Linked DNA regions of Rattus norvegicus: region 2 is linked to region 1. The links are chromatin contacts, called in public Hi-C maps. All regions are on one chromosome and are shown on one strand. Each heading gives the region's core, a stretch centred on a gene start, on an enhancer-like site or on the middle of the called end of the contact. The rest is flanking DNA. Distances are from core to core; before and after follow the strand shown.

Region 1 (2,994 bases), core at 221-2,720:
AGCAGCTCACACTCAGTCCCCAGGCCACGGTATAGTGACAGCAGCTCACACTTATGCTCTGGAGGTGTTCACTTTGCTTGTTACCAATATCAAGTTTGTTGTTGTTGACAGAAAACCTCTGAGGTTGCACAGCCTGCTTGTATTATCCCACGGTAAAGACTGACCACAGCACTGAGCACCAGCAAGTTCTGGGCTCTGTTCCCAAGGAGATGGGAGAATGAAACAGCTTCAATAGGAAAAGACTTCAAAATCCTGAAAATTAAAAACGAAAAAGAGGTGTGGCCCAGCGCCTGTCACCTGGGTTAAGAGTGCTTGCTGCTTCTTCCAAGGACCCAAGATCGCTTCCCAGCACCCAGAGCTGGCTCACAACAATCTGGAATTAACTCCAGCTCCACATACATAGAGGGGGCATAAACAGACACATAGAAAGAAAGACAATGTTTAATCCCAGCGGTAGAGAAGCAGAGGGATCTCGGAGATTTCAGTCAGCATGATCTATGCAGGTGAGCTCCAGGCCAGCTACATGAGACCTGTCAAGGGCGGGAATGCCTTCCATCCCTAGAAGCCACACGCTAAAAGAACAGGATGCCCACAAGTTGTCCTCTATCCTTTATGCTCCCACAGTGGCACAGGCCTTCCACCCCCAAATAATAAAAGTGTTATAAAATAAAATAAATCATACATAAACATTTTTATATATTTGAAGGCAGAGGATTCTTAACCAAATTGATTAAAGGCAGGAGCAGTAATTCCCTCTGGAAAATTAACTGTCTGTAAAAAAAAAAAAAAAGTTATAATGAAAAGATAATAACTTCACAATAAAGACCTGTCTTGCTGAATTTTAATTTTTAATAAGGTTGGACTTCCGGTTCCTAGTAATGCTACATGGTAATAAACATGAAAACCCAATCTTCAAATGTTAATGCTAATTTAGTAGGCTTGTTTTTTATGTTTAATTTAAAAACTATTTAACCAAACTTAAGATTAATAGGAATGAAAGAATGTCAAGAGTGGGAGGGGCTTCAAAAGAACTACAAAAAGGTTATAAAGGCTATTTTAAATGTACAAAATTTATATCTGTGCATATTGCAATAAATGTGCCTTCCATAAAGGCTAAAATTTTAAGGCAAAACAAAATTCTTTCACTGAAGAACCACTCATTTGGTTTTTAAAATACTGAATAGAAAATATTCATAAAATATTCATTGGTTAAAGTACTGTGTTCGTACGAAAATGCAATTTTTTAATCTGTCGTTTCGCTGTAGAGTACTGTAAGCTTTCAAATAATTAGTGCAGAATTCCAATATAGTATTGCAACCCAGCGTCTGTGGCCATGTCACCTTTAAGTGTGTGCAGTTTGAAAGAGCAGAGTTGGGCATTGTTAAAACAGCGTCCCGGTGTCATGCGGGGACATTCTCATCATCTGAATGAGCGAGTGGGAGAAGGGCCCCGCCGCGGTCCCCTAGGCAGCGACGCTCTGGGCGAATAAGTGTACGGGATGCTGCGTAACAGTGGCTGGACACCGGCGCCATTGTGAGGTCGAGAGCGCGGATCCGAACCTGTTATACTTCTCTGTGAGGCGGATTTGAGGCCCTTGGGCCGAGGTCAGGTCCGAGTGCAGGACAGGTAACTGCAGGAGCCCGATCCCTCCGCGACAAGTAGTGCGCTGTGCGCTTTCCCGAGCCCACGGCCGGAGCAGGAGACCGCGGATCTGGCTCCGGGCCGATCGGTGGGCGCGGGCCCGCGGGCTAGGCGGCCTTCAGCAGCCCCGAGGTTGGAGCGGGCTTGTTAACGGCAGGTGTCCGCCCCGCCCCCACCCCCGCGGGCAGGAAGAGGAAGCGGAGCCGCTGGGCCCCAGGGCCACCCGCAGGGCCTCGCGGGGCGGGAGCGCCGGAGCAACAAGAAGCGCGTGACCTAGTTCGTCCCGAAGTGGACTTGACAGGTTGTCATCGCGGCTCCCCGCCCCCACTGCCTTCCGGGTCTGGCTCCCCCTCCACCCTCGAGCTCCCATTGGCCTCACCCAGGCCGTACTCCCTACTATTGGCTTCACACCAGGGGCCACGCCCCAACCCAGCTCGCCCTGCCATTGGCCACGTGTTCCTAGAGTCCCCGCCCCCAGCCTGGCTATCCCTCCCTTTGGCCTTGCGTCGCCCCTCTTTCGGCTCGTTCGCCTATTGGCCTCTCGCGCCAGGCGCCCAGCCTCCTACGGTCCGCGGCGGATCCCAGCTGGTCCCTGTTGAGTCTGTTCCCGCGGACATTCCCGGTTTCTGTCAGCTTTTCTCCCTCTTAGCTGCGTTGCTTCCTGCTTCCTGCGGGTCTGGGATTCCAGGCCTCGATACCTGGTCCGGGTCCCCAAACTCAGTGCAGCTGCGACCGACACTTGCCTCTGGACCCCGCCCCGCCCCTTTCAACTCCTTCTCCTCCCACTCCCCACCCCCTCCCTCCGACGCACACCGCCTTCATTCCCTCACAGCTCCTTAAGCTCGGCTGAGTGGAATAGACCTCATTTCGAAATCAGGGAAAGAGAGAGGTTAAGTGATAACGTCAACATTAATACTAACTGGTTTTGGTTCCAGAAAGGGAACATTGAACGAACTGGATGGCCCAGATCATTTTTGTGGTTGTTGTTGTTGTTATAAGTGGTAGTGATTTTCTTTGGATGTGTGTTAGGTTTGGAGGGTTTTTTGAGACAGGATCTCACCTCTCTTTTTTTTTTTTTAACTGACTGGTTTAGAACTCTCTAGTTACATGGTACCTGGTATGACTGCAGAAGCCAGAGAGGGCGCCGGGTTCCTTGGAACTGCTGGTTGTAGGCCACCTGACTTGGGTGCTCCTCTGCAGGAGGAACTATCTCTCCACCTCGGGATTGAGTTTTTTAAATAATTCTCATTGTCTGCCTGTATGTCTGTGTGAGGTGCCAAATCCCGGCTGGAGTTACTGTCACAAGCTGCCATGTAGGTGCTATGAATTGAACCAAATCCTCTGGAGCAGCCA
Region 2 (2,994 bases), core at 360-2,859, 54 kb after region 1:
GAGGTCACAAAGAAGGTATTGGATGTTGGCTGCCCTGGAACTGGAGTTATAGGAGGTTGAGCCTCTCAACCTCCTGGAAGAGCAGGAAACACTCTTAACTACTGTGCCATCTCTCCAGCCTAACTGTGTGTGTGTTTATGTTTATTGTGTTCTATTTTTTAAGGGGTTTTGATTCATAGGCCCAGGCTGGTTTTGAACCTAGAGATGTGCTTACTAATCCTCTTTCCATGCTTTAGGATTAAAGGTATGTGCAAATACACTGCACCACAGGCCCACAAGTTTCTAATTTTTTTTTAAAAGATTTATTCATTTATCATATATGAGTACACTGTCCCTGTCTTCAGACACACCAGAGGAGGGCATCGGATCTCTTTACAGATGGTTGTGAGCCACCATGTGGTTGCTGGGAATTGAACTCAGGACCTCTGGAAGAGCAGTCAGTGCTCTTAACTGCTGAGCCATCTCTCCAGCCCACAAGTTTCTATTTTTATTAAGGCTTTTTAAAAAAAAAAAAAAACAAAAAAAACCTTGTTCTAAATGACTAGTATAAATTTATTTAACTGGGAAAAAAATCTTTGGATTCAAACTTGTAGGATTTTGTTTTTCATTTGAGAGTGACCATGTTACATGGAGAGAAAGAGTATACAGCTTTGCAATGTGTTTCCTGAACATATTAAAATAGTCTTCCTGGGGTTGGGGATTTAGCTCAGTGGTAGAGCGCTTAAGGCCCTGAGTTCAGTCCTCAGCTCCAGGAAAAAAAAAAAATAGAGAGTCTTCCAGTTCACTGTAGATGTTTCTTTGGTATGACATTTAATTTTTTTTCATAATAAAAAAAATAGGTTTGTTCTTTGCAGTGGTTTTCATACAGTTCAAAGCCTGGGTTTATCCTGGGCCTATTGTCTATGTATAAGCATCTGTCAGTGTAGTTTATGGCTGTGTAGCAATCTGCTGTCTTGGTTTTGTCTTAAATCGTAACTCCTTGGATTTTATTATTCTCAAGTTTTGGGAGATACTTGTAACATTTTAGATGAGAATATTTTGTGGAAAGTGATAGTCTATAGGAGTCAGGGTTCTGAGTGGTAGGATGTTTCAGGGTCCTAGAACAAACAAAAGCAATTCTTTACCTGATATGTGTGGGAAGTCAGAGCCTGACCTCTAATCTTTAAAACTTAAAAAAAAAAGTTCTTTGGTACCCTTAAGACCATGATTACTTTATTTAAGTCATAATTCAAACTAGTTTGCTACATATTAGAGCAACAGAAGCAGACAACATCAGGTTCCCCCCCCCCCCCCCTTTTCTTGATAGCAGTGGTGTTCTGTTAAGTGCTATGAGCAATGCAACATTTGGCCAGCTTCATCAAGGAGAAACTTTGCTTATTGAACAGAAGGACAATTGTTGTAATTGTAGATGCCTTTTTTGAGGCTTAGAAAAGTTGCTGCTTTTCTCAAACCTTTTATTTAACAACATGATAAATATCTATAGATATGAGTAAGAAGAAAAAGCTAGTTGTAGCATTTTAGACTTTGAAAGTGAAAAGCTTCCACCGTTAACTGGAAGAGTCTGCTGTAGCAGAGTGAAGCCCTAGTGGGTGTTTGTGGTGCAAACCAAAGATCACTTTGACTTCTTACTTCATAACAGGGGATGATACGAAGATGTAGTTGTTTGCTTTTGTTTTATGTCCTGGACTTCCAACAAACTTCTCTAGTTTAAATATTATAAAACCAAAGGTGTACTTATTGGTTTGTTTTGAATTAAACAGTAGAGGGGGAAAGTACATGGTTAGCAAAGAGTTAACCAAGGAGGCCGTCTCTGCTGGCTTCATACAAGTAGGATTCCAGATCTGCGCTTGAGAGAAATCCATTCCACTTTTTTTAGGTGGCTGCTGTCTGTCGGATCTACTTTCTTTAATGGGGCTTCCTTCGATCGATCTCCTCCTCTTTCTTATTATTTTCTCCCTCCCAACCACCCTCCCTCTCTCTTCCTCCTTTGCTCTCCTCCTGTGTGTGTGTGTGTGTGTGTGTGTGTGTGTGTGTGTGTGTGTGTGTGTGTGTGTGCGCGTGCGCGCGCGCGAGAGTGCCTGCCAGCTCGCCTGTGTTTGTGTATGCAGTCTCATAGTCATAGGAGAACTTGTAAGAGAATTGCAAGGAGACTTTTTAAATTAAAATTAAAATTTTTGTTTTTTTGAGACTGGGTCTCTCTATGTAGTCTTGAATGTCTTGGAACTGGATATTATACTAGGCAGCCTCTGTCTCCTAGATGCAGGAATTAAAGGGGTCTTAATAGCTATGTATTTATCAAATGTTTTCTTTATATATTTAAATTATTTAATTTATTTTTATGTACCTGCATGTATGTCTATGTGAGGATACCAGATCCCCTGGAACTGGAGTTATAGACAGTTGTGTTAGCTAAGAATTGAACCTGGGTCCTCTGGAAGAGCACCAGTACTTTCTTAACCCAGCCATCTCCCCAGTCATGCCTGTTTGTTTTCTCTTGTGCTGTTGCTGCTCCTGCTGCTGTGGGATATGGTTGGAGGATTTAACTAATGGAGAGCTTGCCTTATTATGCTGGGAGGTGATGCTGAAAATTTTCTTCTCAAGTGGTATTAGATTGGCAGGGTTATGTGATTAATCTTTCTTGATATTTAATTTGTTTGAGACATGGTTTTATATATCCCATGTTGGCCTTGAACTCATTGTTTAGCCAAGGCTGGCATCAAAGTTCCTTATCTTAATGCATCAACCTTTTGATCGCTATTGGGATTACAGGCATTCATCATTAAGTTCAGCCCTCAATTCCAGTTACGAATGAGATATGTGTGTATATGTACTTCCGGGGCTGGAGAGATGCCTCAGCAGCCAGGAGCACTGTTCTTCCAGAGGACCGGGCTTGATTGCTTGTACCCACATGGAGGTTCACATCTGCTTTAATTCTAGTCCCAGGGCATCTGATGACTTCTGGGTACATAGGCAATGTATACCTATAGTGCAAAA

The links. Hi-C and Micro-C count contacts between places; a contact is called where the count stands out from the background.
Region 2: a Hi-C map of liver shows a contact between it and region 1, with 4 times the contacts expected there. The contact joins two enhancer-like sites. A contact is called at or near these places in 5 of 12 Hi-C or Micro-C datasets (the A7r5 cell line, hepatocytes, liver and 2 more).

The regions. Positions count from the first base shown.
Region 1 is chr4:10,324,586-10,327,579 of GRCr8, forward strand. No RefSeq gene overlaps it. Among named protein-coding and RNA genes, the nearest start is that of Cct8l2, 15 kb to the right of the region's middle. Within about 2 kb of position 1,471, at least 59 of the 93 cell types and tissues checked have an H3K27ac peak or open chromatin away from gene starts, as enhancers often do. A contact at or near this core is called in the A7r5 cell line and liver, where this site is marked.
Region 2 is chr4:10,378,707-10,381,700 of GRCr8, forward strand. The region is part of intron 1 of Kmt2c (lysine methyltransferase 2C); the gene reads left to right. Among named protein-coding and RNA genes, the nearest start is that of Kmt2c, 26 kb to the left of the region's middle. Within about 2 kb of position 1,610, at least 29 of the 93 cell types and tissues checked have an H3K27ac peak or open chromatin away from gene starts, as enhancers often do. A contact at or near this core is called in the A7r5 cell line and liver, where this site is marked.